Regions from separate parts of the Sparus aurata genome. Here region 1 is linked to region 2. Evidence: chromatin contacts called from public Hi-C data. All regions are on one chromosome and are shown on one strand. The core of a region is the stretch at or near the end of the contact, and the rest is flanking DNA. Distances in the headings are between cores, read along the strand shown.

Evidence for each region. A called contact is a pair of places that touch in the nucleus more often than the background predicts.
Region 1: a contact with region 2 is called in a Hi-C map of skeletal muscle, with 2.5 times the contacts expected there. The contact joins the promoter of urb1 here to the promoter of usp16 in region 2. A contact is called at or near these places in 2 of 2 Hi-C or Micro-C datasets (skeletal muscle and an unstated tissue).

What each region holds. Positions count from the first base shown.
Region 1 is chr2:7,217,771-7,224,322 of fSpaAur1.1, reverse strand. It overlaps urb1 (URB1 ribosome biogenesis homolog), which reads left to right and starts at 3,810. Exons shown (of 39, transcript XM_030392216.1): 1 at 3,810-4,049; 2 at 4,154-4,293; 3 at 4,379-4,530; 4 at 4,623-4,752; 5 at 4,838-4,934; 6 at 5,024-5,106; 7 at 5,192-5,317; 8 at 5,403-5,533; 9 at 5,616-5,811; 10 at 5,901-6,038; 11 at 6,151-6,324; 12 at 6,419-6,551. The coding sequence starts at 3,923.
Region 2 is chr2:7,069,173-7,076,368 of fSpaAur1.1, reverse strand. usp16 (ubiquitin specific peptidase 16) reads right to left here and starts at 2,230. Exons shown (of 19, transcript XM_030397273.1): 1 at 1,924-2,230; 2 at 1,664-1,730; 3 at 1,364-1,560; 4 at 1,169-1,272; 5 at 955-1,067; 6 at 631-869; 7 at 444-539; 8 at 203-333; 9 at 23-110. The coding sequence starts at 1,724. rwdd2b (RWD domain containing 2B) reads left to right here and starts at 2,164. Exons shown (of 5, transcript XM_030397315.1): 1 at 2,164-2,181; 2 at 2,556-2,769; 3 at 2,879-2,946; 4 at 4,113-4,481; 5 at 4,580-5,590. The coding sequence starts at 2,557. The coding sequence ends at 4,832.

The DNA of each region.
Region 1 (6,552 bases), core at 2,561-5,060, 150 kb before region 2:
AACTTCAGAAAGCATCCTACTTCTCCTTGCTGTGGGTGACTATGAGCAACAGAAACATCTGTACCTTACGTGAGATGATCTCTCCACATCTGGCCTGAGCCCTGATTGTTTCAAGGGTGTGGGCATGCACCAACAGCTGCACCCAACCACTCCCAGATGTTTCTGATAGGCCAAGTGTCTAGCTGTTTGTTAGGCGTGGGGTGATCTTTGATCCTTCGACAGCGTTGGCTGTAGTGTTATCGTGAGGAGGGCCTGAGAGGCTCTGAGAGGCACACAACGGAAGCGTAGCAACCTCACAGAAGGGCCTGTGGTGCGCTGTGGTGAAAACAGGCATGGTAAAGTGGCTTCAGCTGTGGAAAAGAACTCTTTGGAAACCACCCAGCACCTCTATCCAGACCCAGTCGCGCTACTGGCATCGTAATAGAGGAAGTAAACACATAAGTATAGTATATAACCTTGTGATTTACAGTTGCACTGAAAGGAAAGAGAAAAGTGTGTAATCTTTGAGTGTGTTTTTAAATGAAAGAAATGTAAATCTCTGAAACTTTGTAATAAAAACTTAAAAAATTATAAGTCTTTATAAGCTTTGCTCAATTTCTGCACTGAAATGCTTTTTCCATCATATATCACCACTGAGTGGTGTAGCACATTTTTTCATGGTGGACAGCAATGTCTTAAATAACCCTTTTTCTTTTCCACTGTAAAAGAAAGAAGTTTGCCCTTCTGCTGACATGATCACTCTGCCTGAGCTACACGTGGCTACAAGCTCTTTGAACTGATGAGCATCCTGCTCCTACATCCCAAAGCTATAAAGGTCTAACCATCCCTGTCATCGTTATGACAGGCTTTATACACCCACCATTTTGTTTAAAAGAGAAGTGGTGTACACCAGGCCAGAACTTCAAAAATAAACATGGCATTTATGGACCGGAAAAGGTTTCGCATAGCTGTGCCACTCCTGCTTCCTCTCTTATCCAGCATAGCTTGGTCCCACTGCACTTCAGCAACAGGTCCTAAAGAGGCAACACAGCAGATTTTTTTCTCATTCATACATACACTTGCCTTGAGGTTTGGAGCATATATCCGAGAGCTTTAGCATGCTTGAGAGACCACAATCTCATCGGGCTGGACATGCCCAACACACAAGGGTAACATATTGGCAATAAACAGGTTATATATTCTCCCTTAATCTGGATCAAATCAGACGTTGTTGTCCTTTTACAGACAACAGTTACAGCTCCTGACCGGGCCTCAACTCTAAGGAAACAAGGAAACATCTTTCTAAATAACGTAACCTGCATCAGAGTATGAGTACCGTAGAAATTATGGGACTGGGCACCTCGAATAGAAGCAGGAATTAGATTTGCCAAAATGAAAAAAATAATTAATCTGTTCAACCTAGAAAACAGGAACAAACCCCTTCTTATAAACACGCAATTAAGATTAATTCTTGCAACCTAAGATTGAATGAGCAAACACCTCAATGTTAGTTCATTAATTTGATTCAGTTAATCTATTATTTAGCTGCATTTTTTTTCTAAATTATTGGGCTTTGCGATTCCAGACTCAGACATTAGCCAAACACGGTGAATTATAAATGTCTCATTGTACAACAACAGGGACAGTTTTAGCAGGAATTAGGACACCAGTCGGAAGTAAATCTGTTGTCTATTTTTACGGCTGCAGGACTGATTTCAGAGTTTTCCGGGAATATTATCGTCAGTGTCATGGTTTGCTAATTTTTCATTTCACTTCTCTCTATGTCATCTAGCCTGTTTTTCCAAGTTTTACAATCTCAACATCATGATTAAAGATACATTTTAATTGGTTTTGCCATGCCTTCCAGGCATTTATTCTCTAAATATTCTGCTCAGTCAGTCGTTGTGAACAAGTGACTGAATCGCTTCATAACTCTTGGGCTAAAAAGTTTGAGCACTCAATTTAAAAAACGAAAAATAAAAGTTTTGGCATAATTTCATTAGGTGGACCTTCAGGGATACCGTGAAACTTGAGAGAAGGCAGGAGTGGGTCTCCGTATTTCCTATAAATAGAAAATGATTCATTAAAGCTTCACAACACTGGGGAGTTTGGGATTTATTAAATGGGCTCCAACCTTTTTGTACTTTATATCCCTAGACACAATCTGGTCAACAGCATATCAGCAGGAGCCGCGTAATTAAATTTTGAAAACCGCAGGATGAACTCAAAGTGATGTTTTACATTGCTACACCCTGCAATATTGCAGATAGCTTAGAATGTATTGTATCACAGGCGGAGACATATTTGCCCAAATTAGGACCTTTATTCTAAAAGTGGCGGTAAGTAGTTTTTGGTGGTTTCTGCACCACAGGCAGATGTGTTTTATAGCATGCACACAGCAGCGAGCTGTAATCAAATCACCAGAATCCCAACTAACATCCCAGACAATAGTAGCGTGCCTGCAGGCCCAGCCCCACAGGGAATCTTTAATTATCTCTTAACACGGTAAATCTGGAGGCTCCTCGCAATAAACTTCCCTGCAACAAACAACATGTTGCATCATGTTTCTTATTTGAGCCTCTTGGATAATCTGGACAGCCGCTGTGTGCCAATCCACCTGCAAGGCGTTTTCAGTGCAAAGTTTTGGCTCCAAGCTTCTCAAACCACCTAAACGTGACCCCTGGTGGCCATGCAGCTGAACGACAGCTAAAAGGCTAAATGTCTTCATTAGAATATGAACAGCATCCTTACTGAGTGAAAAAGATTTCTGTGTCATTCAAGTTCAATCCACTAAGTAAATCCTTTTTGTCATTCTCGGTAATCTCTTAAAATCTGATGTGTTATTACAAAAAGCAATCCTTGTTTGTTGTGTCAGCCTAACGACAGCCTACTACAATGAAGATATCAAACTTTCTGACTGATTTTTAGGTTAATTCACAAGATGAGCTGCTTTGTTTTTTGTTTCATGTCGATCTAATGGAAAATTCATTATGTGTATTATTATTACTAAAACACTGCAACACCAGATTGCAAAGATCGTCCCGACTTGACAAAAATAGGTTTTATTTTTCAGAAAACACTAATCAAATACTTGTTCTGCAACTTATTTTAAGTTGACAACAGCTTTGGGATCTGGTTAGGCAATAACTGCGAAGGTTTGTTGAAAGAATATCTGAGAAGAGGCTGCACTTTGGCTGTAAACCACACGCTCTTCAAATAGGCTACAAAGCTAAACCACAGCTATGTCTACATGGACTCAGCAAAATGTGTGTTTTCCCAAAATCCTGCTGTAATTGAATGAAACCAAAAGAAGACACGTTGAAAAAAAAAAGCATATAAAACATAACTGCACTGACGCCATAATCTGTTTGGTCAAAGAATGCACGGATAAAATACAGTTTGTTTTCAAATAGTTAGAAAATTCCAGAATACAAAGAAAAAGACATGAGGACTCATTCATCATGACACTCAAGCATAATATATATAATACTACATATTGTGTTATTCATTTATGAATATAAATAACACAACAATATAAATGTCTCCTGTGAGAAAGAAACAGCAACCAAACTGATATAAAAAATTGAACATATGGGGTCCAGAGCTTTGGAGACTAATATTAAACACAATGCAAACATTGCTCCTCCTCTGTGATTCTGCAAATATTTAAATAGATACTAGGTTTGTAAAGAAATATAGCTGTAGGAGGAAAGTACAATGACCAAAGATGTGTGTACTATAATCAGCTGTATAACTCTGAAGGATGCAGCAGGGGGTAAACAATGCGGAACTAAAGTTCTGCTGCACGCGTTTCCGACCGGATGACACTTTTCGTTGGACAGTTTTCTGTTTACGCCTCAACGTGGGACGCTGACAGAACTTGTGTGGCAGGGAAATGATAAAAACTTAAAGCCAGTCTTTTTCTGTTTTTACGCATATTAAAATGGGTAAAAAGCGCCCCAGCGAAGACTCGCCGGAGTCAAACACTCCGGTGAAGAAAGAGAAGGTTCCGGAGTTCAATGGGACTGTGTTTAAAGCCATGCTGAAGGAACCCAGGACAGCCATGAAGGGTGAGTGGATATGTACAGTTTGTTACACGCAGTCAGTTTTTGTGTTGTCTCTTTAGAGCTCTCCCGTCTTTCTTTGGTCAATTATTTCCTTTTATCGCCTGCAGGACTGCAGACATTTATATCAACCGCCAAGAAGCTGCCGTGCCCTGACCTGTACGATGTGGTCGAAGGTTACATTAAAATCTCCATGGAGTGTGCAGAAATATTCAAACTGTTGGAGGGAGAAAAGCATGCGGAGAGTGAGGTAAGCTGAAGCACTTCTCTCAGTGGATTGGACCGACCTGTTCCTCGCCAGGTTACGTTCTGATGACGTGTTTCCTTCTGGCCAGATGATGCTGGTCTTTGAGAGCCTGGAGATGATCCTCCTGAGGACTGCCAGTGACCTGTCGCACTTCAACATGGTTGGCAATACGATTGTGAAAAAGACTCTTTCTAGCTGCGTGAAACTTCTGCAGGCCTCCTTCCATTCAGAGAATCACAGGTTGGTGGGATTACTTTAAATGTCACTCCTCACTCACTCTCACAGTTTATCCAACCCATGGCCTTCATGTTGTGTTTTTATGTTGTGCACAGGTTTGTCCGTCAGTGCCTCAGTCTGCTGTCGGCGCTGGTGTCTCAGGGTCCAGAAGCTGCCAGAGAGGTCCTAAGTCACATTCATGTCAGTAAAACTCTGTCCGGGCTGGCAAAGAGGAAGGACAAGAAGGTGTGATGAAGCATAGGACTGGTATAACTCTCAGCTTTGAAAGTAGTTGTCTGTTTGTTTACATTCTTCCCTGTACATTCTTCAGGGGAAACCTGATGTCCGCATGGCTTATATCCAGTTCGTGCTGTCCTTTTTGGTGTCGGGAGATAATGCTACTGTTGGACAAATATTAGAAATTAAAGGTAATATTTAGATTCAGATTTACAGAATGTACATTTCAACGTACGACCTAAACCATCTGTTGATGACGTGTTCTTTTGTTTTGTGTCAGAACTCCTGCCAGAGATCAGTTTGGGTCTGAAGGAGGACAGGATGTCCATGGTCAATCTGATTCTGTCCACACTGAAGAGCAGAGTGAGTGCTCAGCAGCTCACACGTTCCGTCTAACAGATGAATGAATGAATGGACGAGCTAACTGTTGTTGTTTGTTTGGCTGCAGGTTGTACTAAACAAAGGCATCAGTAAGACGCAGAAGGTGCGTTTTTTCACACCTGCCGTATTGGCCAACATTGCGTCTCTGTATAAGTGGAACGGGATTGTGGATGCGACCACTGACGACAACAGAGTGAGTCGATTCTCTTGTGTTTGTTGAAATACGTTTTCTCTTGTTCTCCTCAACCTGTAAGTCTAAATTTAATTTCTTCTTTAAGATGGAAGAGGACTCCGAGCATGCTGGGATATCTGTCATCCGGGAACTCGTTCACAGCTTCCTTCTTGACCTGTGTTGCTCTCGTAAGCACGGTATCAGCTTTCATGACGCCAGCTTTGGCACCGCTGGCAGGTAAGTAGTTAATATGTCAAGTTTGCTTTACCCCCTCCTGAAGGGTCCCAGTGCTGATCAGAGGATTTCTGCTGTTTTACAGAGCTGGCAACATCGTCCTGCTTCAGTTCTTGGTGGGATTAAAGCAGGCCACAGAGGATGAACTGGTGGCTGATCTGGTGGTGAATGTGCTGAAAGGTAGCCCTGACATACTGGCCAGATACTTTCAGGAGACTCAGTATTCATACACCCCCCGCATCAAAAGTGCTTGGCAGGACAATGTCAAGTTACTGAAAAAGGTAACGCTTCCTGTGGTATTTGATTTTCAAGAGACTCTAGCTGGTCGTTTTTCCAGAGATAATTAATTTCCTGTGAATTCGTATGCCAGATCTATGAAGCCCAACCAGAGGTGTCCACAGTCTTCCAAGCTTCTGAGGTCGTCCCTGTCCCTCGCTTGCTTTCCATGATTATGGTGATATCTCTTCCTCCGGTCTGTAACAAGGCCTTCTTCACACAGGGCCTCAGTGTAAGTGACAGAGCCTCATAAAGTGGTTCATCAGAGCTGTAGCTGCAGTACCACCAAGCGCTGAAAATGTGCTTTGTCATGTAAAACAAATATCTCCTCTTGTATCCAACAGCTTGCCAACACAACAGTGCAGCTCACAACTCTGTCCATGATCAATTTCCTCCTGAAAAGAGCCAGTAAGAACATGGAGTACCTTTTGGATAAGTCTGAGTGGCACCACTCGGATGTTTACACCCTCAACATGATGGACGAGTTGGTGCAGCAGTACAGGGAGACACTGAGCAAGGTAAGCTCAGGGAAAGAGCTGTATTAACACACCCAAACAGTAACGATGCACCATTAAACAACTGAAGTCTCCCATTTTTCATGCTCTGTCTTAGATTTTGCCCGATATGACGGGCATAGTTTCAAAGTGGCAGTCACTTAGTAAGAAGGAAAAGACGAATGCTGAAGAAAAAAAGACCAAAACTGAAGAGAGTGCTGCACAGACGGATGATAAAAAGGAAACGCCTGG
Region 2 (7,196 bases), core at 981-3,480:
TTTATTCAAACTGAGCACATACTTTGATCTCCTCAGCTCGCATCCCATCCAGAAGATAGCGCAGCAGCTCCTGACTATCTTGCTGTTGAAATCCTTTGAACCTGGCAGCCCTGCAGAAAGGAGACAAGACAATGAAATATGCTCGGGAGTATACTTGAAGCACATATTAATGGTTAGTTGAACTTGAACTCCTGGCTCTCACTTCTTGCAAACTTGTGTGAACAACTCCCGCGGTGTTACCACACCCTTCTTGGATTCCTGGATCTCATTCAGTAGTTGACACATAGCTAAAGTCAGGGATCCAGGCTGGTCCAACTCTACTTTGATAGGCTCCTGAAATCATAATAAAAACAAGTTTTTAGATAATAAACATTGTAGTTTTGGTAGGAAAAACCATAGCATTTTTACAGCTTAAAGAAAATATTTAAGACATGACAACACACCAGTTCTGAGGAGGCAACAGGTTGAACGTCAAGACTCATTTTCTCTTCTGCCACTTTGTTGATAGTCTGTCTTAAGAGCTGTGTTTGGGAGAGATTCTGGAAAAGACAATGAAAGCAGTTAATAATGACTCAACGATTTAATAAATCTCTCATCTTAATGTTACGACCCCATTACGCACAATCTTACCTGAATAACTGCATTAAAGAAACAAGTGTTTCCAAGGTTGCTCAGCCCCTTCACTAAAACACCACCGCTGTCTTCAGATGTGCCGTTTTTTTGTGATTTCCCAACCGTCTCTTTCTTGACATTTTTCTTTGGACAGTCCTTTTGGACGTTTTCTTTGTTCTCCGTGTCTTCACTTTCCTCCGCTTTTAAGGGCTCTGTCTTTTGCTCAACTTCCACCAAGTTGTCTTCCTCTTTCACTCCTGAACAGCCAAACAGAACATGGTTATAAAGACACGCAATTCAAACAAACCTTACAAAAAAAAAAAACAGTGATCCTGAACCTACTTTTCTGCGGCCTGTTTATGGGACCGGCAGAGGTTTGTTTTTGCAGGTTGGTCACCAGCTGAGCCAGTTGTCCTGTTCTCGAGTACTGGACTTCATCATCACATAAGTAACACCTGGAGGTTGGGCAACACATGGAAAAAAGGAACAATCAAAACACTGTTATTAACACAACCGCAGTGAAACCAACACACCGCAGCAACACACTCGTACTCACCAAACACTCCAGTTGTCCAAACTGATCACCAGGCAATGTGGATCTGACCGCGGAGTCTCGTAATGTTTGATGGCATGCTGATTCTCAGAGGTTCGTCCACATCCCTGGTAGAAATTAGACACATCTGGTCATTTAGCGTAAAGTCATTTCATACACTTTCAAAATCTTAATGATCACTAGGTTGAATACACTCACTCTATGGCCACATTTCAAGCACATCCAAACAGCTGCTGTTTCTTGATCTTCTTCAGGCTCCTGTTGCAGGGTAGTGTTGGTATTTTCTTTATTTTCTTCATGCTTACAATCCTGGCAACGCGTCAGATCAGAATCCACAGAGAGTTTCTTTAGTAGAGTTTGGTCTGTTCCCTTCTTAATATGTCTGCAGGATGGACCTGTGAAGAAGGAAAGATGGAAGTAAAACACACAGTGAGAATCTCTCTCTAGGCCTTCCACAGGTTATCACACAGGCCATGAAGATGATGACACATTCTTTACCTGTCAGGTCAATGTCATCCTCCTCTCTGGAGCTCCTATCCTTCCCCCGTTTCTTCCCCATTTTCACCTGATGTTCAGCACAGGAGATGAATGAAAATCAGACAGCAGTTCTCTGGAGTGTCGTTAGCTTTGGCTAATGGCTACATGAGATTATAATTCTGCTTCACACGATTAAAAACCAGTATATTCAGTGTTAGAAGCAAACAACAATTAATATAACGTTACAATTCACGACCATCCTCATGGTCCAGTCAACTTACTGTATTAAACGGAGCCTGAACCCTTCACAGTTTTCAGTTTCGTTTACTTTGAGTGGATGACTTCACGAATCCGCACATAGTTTACTTTGTTTACGAATTACAGCCGTTAAATAAAATACTTAATGTAAGAAAATTGTCCCACAAAGTTTCCAGTTCTCCCAAAAAAAAATCACTCCGCTGATTTGGCAGAAAAATCCCAGCTGACACATGCAGACAACAGAGGAACAGAGAAATGTGATGGTGTCGCTGTTTCTGCTGGTCAGTACGTGTGTTTCCTGTGTGCGTCGCTTGAAAGAGTCCGAGTGGAAACAAAGCCCGATGACTAGCTGGGTGCTACTTCCACAGACGCTCGGTTGTTGAACTAGCCTACTTGTTCAATATAGCTTTATATCTTATTTAAACAGATTCAATTAATGTTACACGTGGACAACAAGCGAGTTAAGTTTAGCTGCTGGTAAACAAACATGTCATTTGTTAGCAGAGTTGTGAATAATGACATGTGGCACTACGTTAATTTAAAGCGACAGTATCATTGAATGTGGAGACAGAAAGCTGTTTGAAAACAAGGATTTAATTATTTTTTTTTTTTATATATATGTAGAACAGTATTGAAGATCTTTCTCCTTTATCAGCATGTCTTACTTGGAGTGGGCAGAGTCTCAGCTTGCAGAAATGGAGCTGCTGTCCAGCATGTTTCCCACCCAGGAGGAGCTGGAGATGACAGACCAGCTGGCACTAGCTGAGCTCAGGGAGTATGTTGAGAGCTCAGACTCAGCAGACAGCCCTCCAGCCTCCAGACCTCAGTTTCTCATCAAACAGAAGCTGGACACTGCAAGCATGGACATGGTACCCGAATAACCGACTGTCGTAGTATGTCAATTCGATTTAAATGTGTCCACAAACATATCACTTGTGTTTTTTTGCTGTCTTCTCTCATTTTTGTCGCTCCACTCAGACAGATGTCATCCTATCCTGTGCCTATCCATCTGAATATCCCAGTGTGATACCAGAAGTAACAGTCCGGTAAGCCATTGTCCACTTCTGATGTGTGGCAAAGGTGGTGAGAGACAAGAGCTTGAATAACCAAATGCCTTGCTGTAAAATGATTATAATCTCTTCACACAATTGTGAAGATTGTTGAAAACAGAACATCGCAAATGGGCTGCAACTATTGTTTTCACCATTTATCAAATAATCGTCTAAAAAATGTCATCAAAGCTGTGAAAAATGCTCACCGCAATTCCCCAGAGCTGAAAGTGACACCTTCAAATGACTTCTGTTTCCCAACCATCAGTCCAAAACCCAAAGAAAAGCAGCAAATCCTTACATTGGAGAAGCTGGAAACAGCAAATGTTTGGAGTAAAAAGGAGTTTGAAAATGTATTGGTTATCAGAACTGTTGGCAACTACTTTTCTTTTGATCAGCTAATCGATAAATCATCTAATTGTTGGAGCTCTCCTTGCAAAATATCATGTTCATAAGACCCAATGTCACGGTGACCAGTAGAGACTGTATATAAAGATTTGTATACCCAAAGATGGTAGCAACTCATCTGTGTTGTGTGTGCAGGCTTCTCCAAAAGTTTTCCATTTGGAGGTCATGTGTTAATTGGAGCCTGTAATGAAACGTCAAATCACGTCCTGCAATTTGACATCTTACAATACAAGCGATAGACTAATTACACAGATTAAATCGAGTTATGTGACTGTGGCAGGAAGTAAGGGGATATATTCTGCAGTTATGGCCTTATTTTAAGTGAAGAAATCTGCATGGTTGAATGCGGCTTGCATATAATTTGCCATATGCCTGTTGATGAGTAGTGGGAATCGCAGCTAAAAGCTAATTTTCATTATAAAGATGAGCAAACTTATAGAAGCAATTGTGGCTAGAGATATAGTATTGAAAAATATTATGTATACATGATAAAGCAAAATAATTTAGCAGCAATTAAGGACAGACACGTTGTAATTTGCTTTCAGAAAACATTGTCTCGGGAGTAGTCATTCATATAAATAATCCTATCAAGCTCCTTAAGATCTGTTCTGGTTATTTTATGCAATGTCACAGTGCAAATAAGCCTCTTGAAGATTTCCTTTAGAAGTTTTTGTTCCCAAGGGTTGAAACTTCTAGGTCCAAAGGCCTTGAATTTCTCTGAATCCTTCTTACAGCATGTTTTATTTGTGCCGTAGGTGTGCTGGTCTCAGCAGGGCCCAGCAGACACAGCTCCACTCAGATCTCAATGCATATCTCACAGAAAACTGCCAGGGGGAAGTGTGTGTGCTCTCTGCTGTGGACTGGGTGAAAGACAACCTGCAGCTCTTCATTAATAAGAGCTTATCAGCAACACCGACTCCTAAGAAAGAGTCTGCTACTCCACGGCCACGGGAAGTGTTCAGCCGACTGTGGATTTACAGTCACCACATCTACAACAAGGTGAAAAGGAAAAACATCTTGGAGTGGTCCAAGGAGCTGGGCCTGTCAGGATTCAGCATGCCTGGGAAGCCTGGTATTGTGTGCGTGGAAGGTCCTCAGTCCGCCTGCGAAGAGTTCTGGTCCAGGTATCTTGAGCGTTGTTATTTTTAGCAGCCGATGTCACAGCCAGAAGCCTGCTGAGGTGCCAGGTTTATTATTTTCCAAACTTTTTCCCATTTCACAGAGTGAAGGTTCTGACATGGAAGAAGATCATGATTCGACATAGAGAGGATATTCCCCTTGATCGTCAGGGCGAGGACAGCGGGGCCGTTGAAAGTATCGACTCCCTGCGCAAATTCACAGGCTTTGAAGAGGCTATGTTTGACCCCCATGGGAACAGAGGTAATCACATGGACCTTGGGCAGCTCTACCAGTTTTTAAATGAGAAAGGCTGTTGTGACATCTTTCAGATATATTTTGGCATTGAAGGGAGGTAGTGGTCAGACCTTGAGAATAAATATACATGGCTGCTTGACTAGTGACTTGTCATTGACATCACTTCTCCTGAAAATAAGTGCCAACTTAAAAATGGAAATGCATTCAGTAGCATGAAAGCTTTTCTTTGTCTTTCAACCAAGCCCATAAATGGACTGAGCGTTTGGTCTCATGCTGATAAACTGATAAATGAACCACTTTTTATGGATGTTGCACAGCTGTCACACTCGGGACCTCATTGGAATAAAAGGCAGAAAAAAAAACATTTATACACTGCATGAAACAGAGTTATCACTCTTTTAGCTAATAGGCATATTTTTCCAAAAGGAGTTATTAAAACTGTGTTTTTTTCTGAGAGTTTTCTCAAGGACCCCAGTTATATTTGCAAGTTTAATACTCCTGCATGTGCCACAGATCACACCTTGCCCTAGGTGTTTCTTTCCTCAAATGGCACCACTGTGTATTACCACCAGGCTGTTATAGGATTTTCAGGTCTGATACCACATTAATAATTGGACAACATAGTCAACAATATGCTAGATATCTGTTTATGAAATCTGTTGATTTTCCTCTTATGAATTATAGATAACACAACCGCAGAAAATCTCTCTGCAATTTTCTTTGAATGATTGGTGCTTAGATAAACTGTGCATAATTGTGGATCACACTCTTGCAATTAAAAAGTACTCTTATTGAACATGAATCATATTTTTAGAAACGCCCAAGACTGATATGGTATTAAAAGACATTTTAACATTCATTTAGATTTTGTGTAGACTTTGTTACTTTGGGGTTCAGTGTCGAGGCGATCTCTACAAAATGTATTTTTTTTCCTCATAAATATTTTATAAATGGAAGTCTGTAATTAATTCATACCATTACACGTTGTACTTCATGTATTCTAATGCTGTAAAAATGCCACTGGAGATTATCTCCTTTAAGGAGTTTGAACCCTGAGTGAGCATTTCAATGTTCAGGCTTTGTTAAACATTAACTGATGGAACAAATGAAAATCAACATATTGTACCTAATGAACTCCAAATCAACATAGAGTTATTTTATCAAAAGAAATTGCAAGTACACACAATGTTCAGAAGAAGCCAAAGCCAAATGTTCAGTGGTTACAGGCACCGGAGTGAAGTTACTTGCAAACTTGCTCCGTCTACATTGCCCAGCAGATGGCAGCATTATATAGTCCACATTCAAAAAGACAGCATGGCATCCTCTAACGTAACCTGTTATTTCTGGATGTTAAAATATTTAGACCTAATAGAATACATAACCCGGATCCCAGAAGAGCTGCCTAAGAAAATAATGAAGCAATTGTATAATAATGATTTGGCCCAGAACAATTTAAACTGCTATTTGGATCAAATATGAATAATGTGTTTTGTCGAAAAATATGTAACTTTCATGAATCAACCGTGCAGATCAAAGTGTTGTAAAAAGTTCATGAGGTTAAAAGGTTTTAACTGTGGCCTTGTGCATTCCCCAAGAGCAAGACACGAGCGGCGTTGTGGACTCTCTTTGTAAAAGCTGTAAAATAAAACCACAGTCTTGTCTAATTTCTGCTTCTCTTTAACAATGATTTGGCTTTTTAAGACATGTTTCCTAGAATTACCAACAGATACTAGATCAAGAGAGGCCATGAGGAGGTTGCTCATCCTGATTTGAATCCCAGTCCCTCTTTTGTCCCGGGGGATCTTGGTCAGCTGGTGGTCCTTGTGTCGCTTCTGTTCTGTTCTTCCTGATTTTACGGGTCCTTGCTTTGCCCTCACAGAGTAGCTACTAACTCCGGTCAGACTACCAGCTTGCCTCTTCAGAAGAGGGAAGAGAAGAGAGTCTTATGTCTATTTGTTTATCGAGGAGAGCTCGACTCCCAGGTGCATCCGCAACTCCAGCTTTTCTCGCAGGAATTGATGCTCTAAATTAGGATGAGCAACCACTTCCAACCCCTCACCCTGTGTTTCTGGGTCTAATATCCCTTTTTCAGTCAGCATTTCTACAGTAAGTAGGAGCTGAATGAGTCAGTTAATCCCCTCATCCTAACAGTACTGTATATGGACCTGACTTAACAGTCGTCCCTCCTCTAAATAGCTGGGATTCATGCAACTTAAACTGGCTTCATTTCATGCTTACTTTAGGTATCTGGCTCTTAGCTGTGATCCATTGAAGAAGTAAGGCTGCAGAACATCCAATCAATATTTCAAGAGATTTCTAAAATCTGAAAAGATTAAACTGACGTATGCCAAATACAAACAAGTAAGGTTTATAAAACAGCCAAAGGTGGAAAATGTTCTCTATTTTTGCTTAAATTCTGCTGTGGAGTTTGGATTACCTGACATGAAGAATGGCCCTTTTCCTAA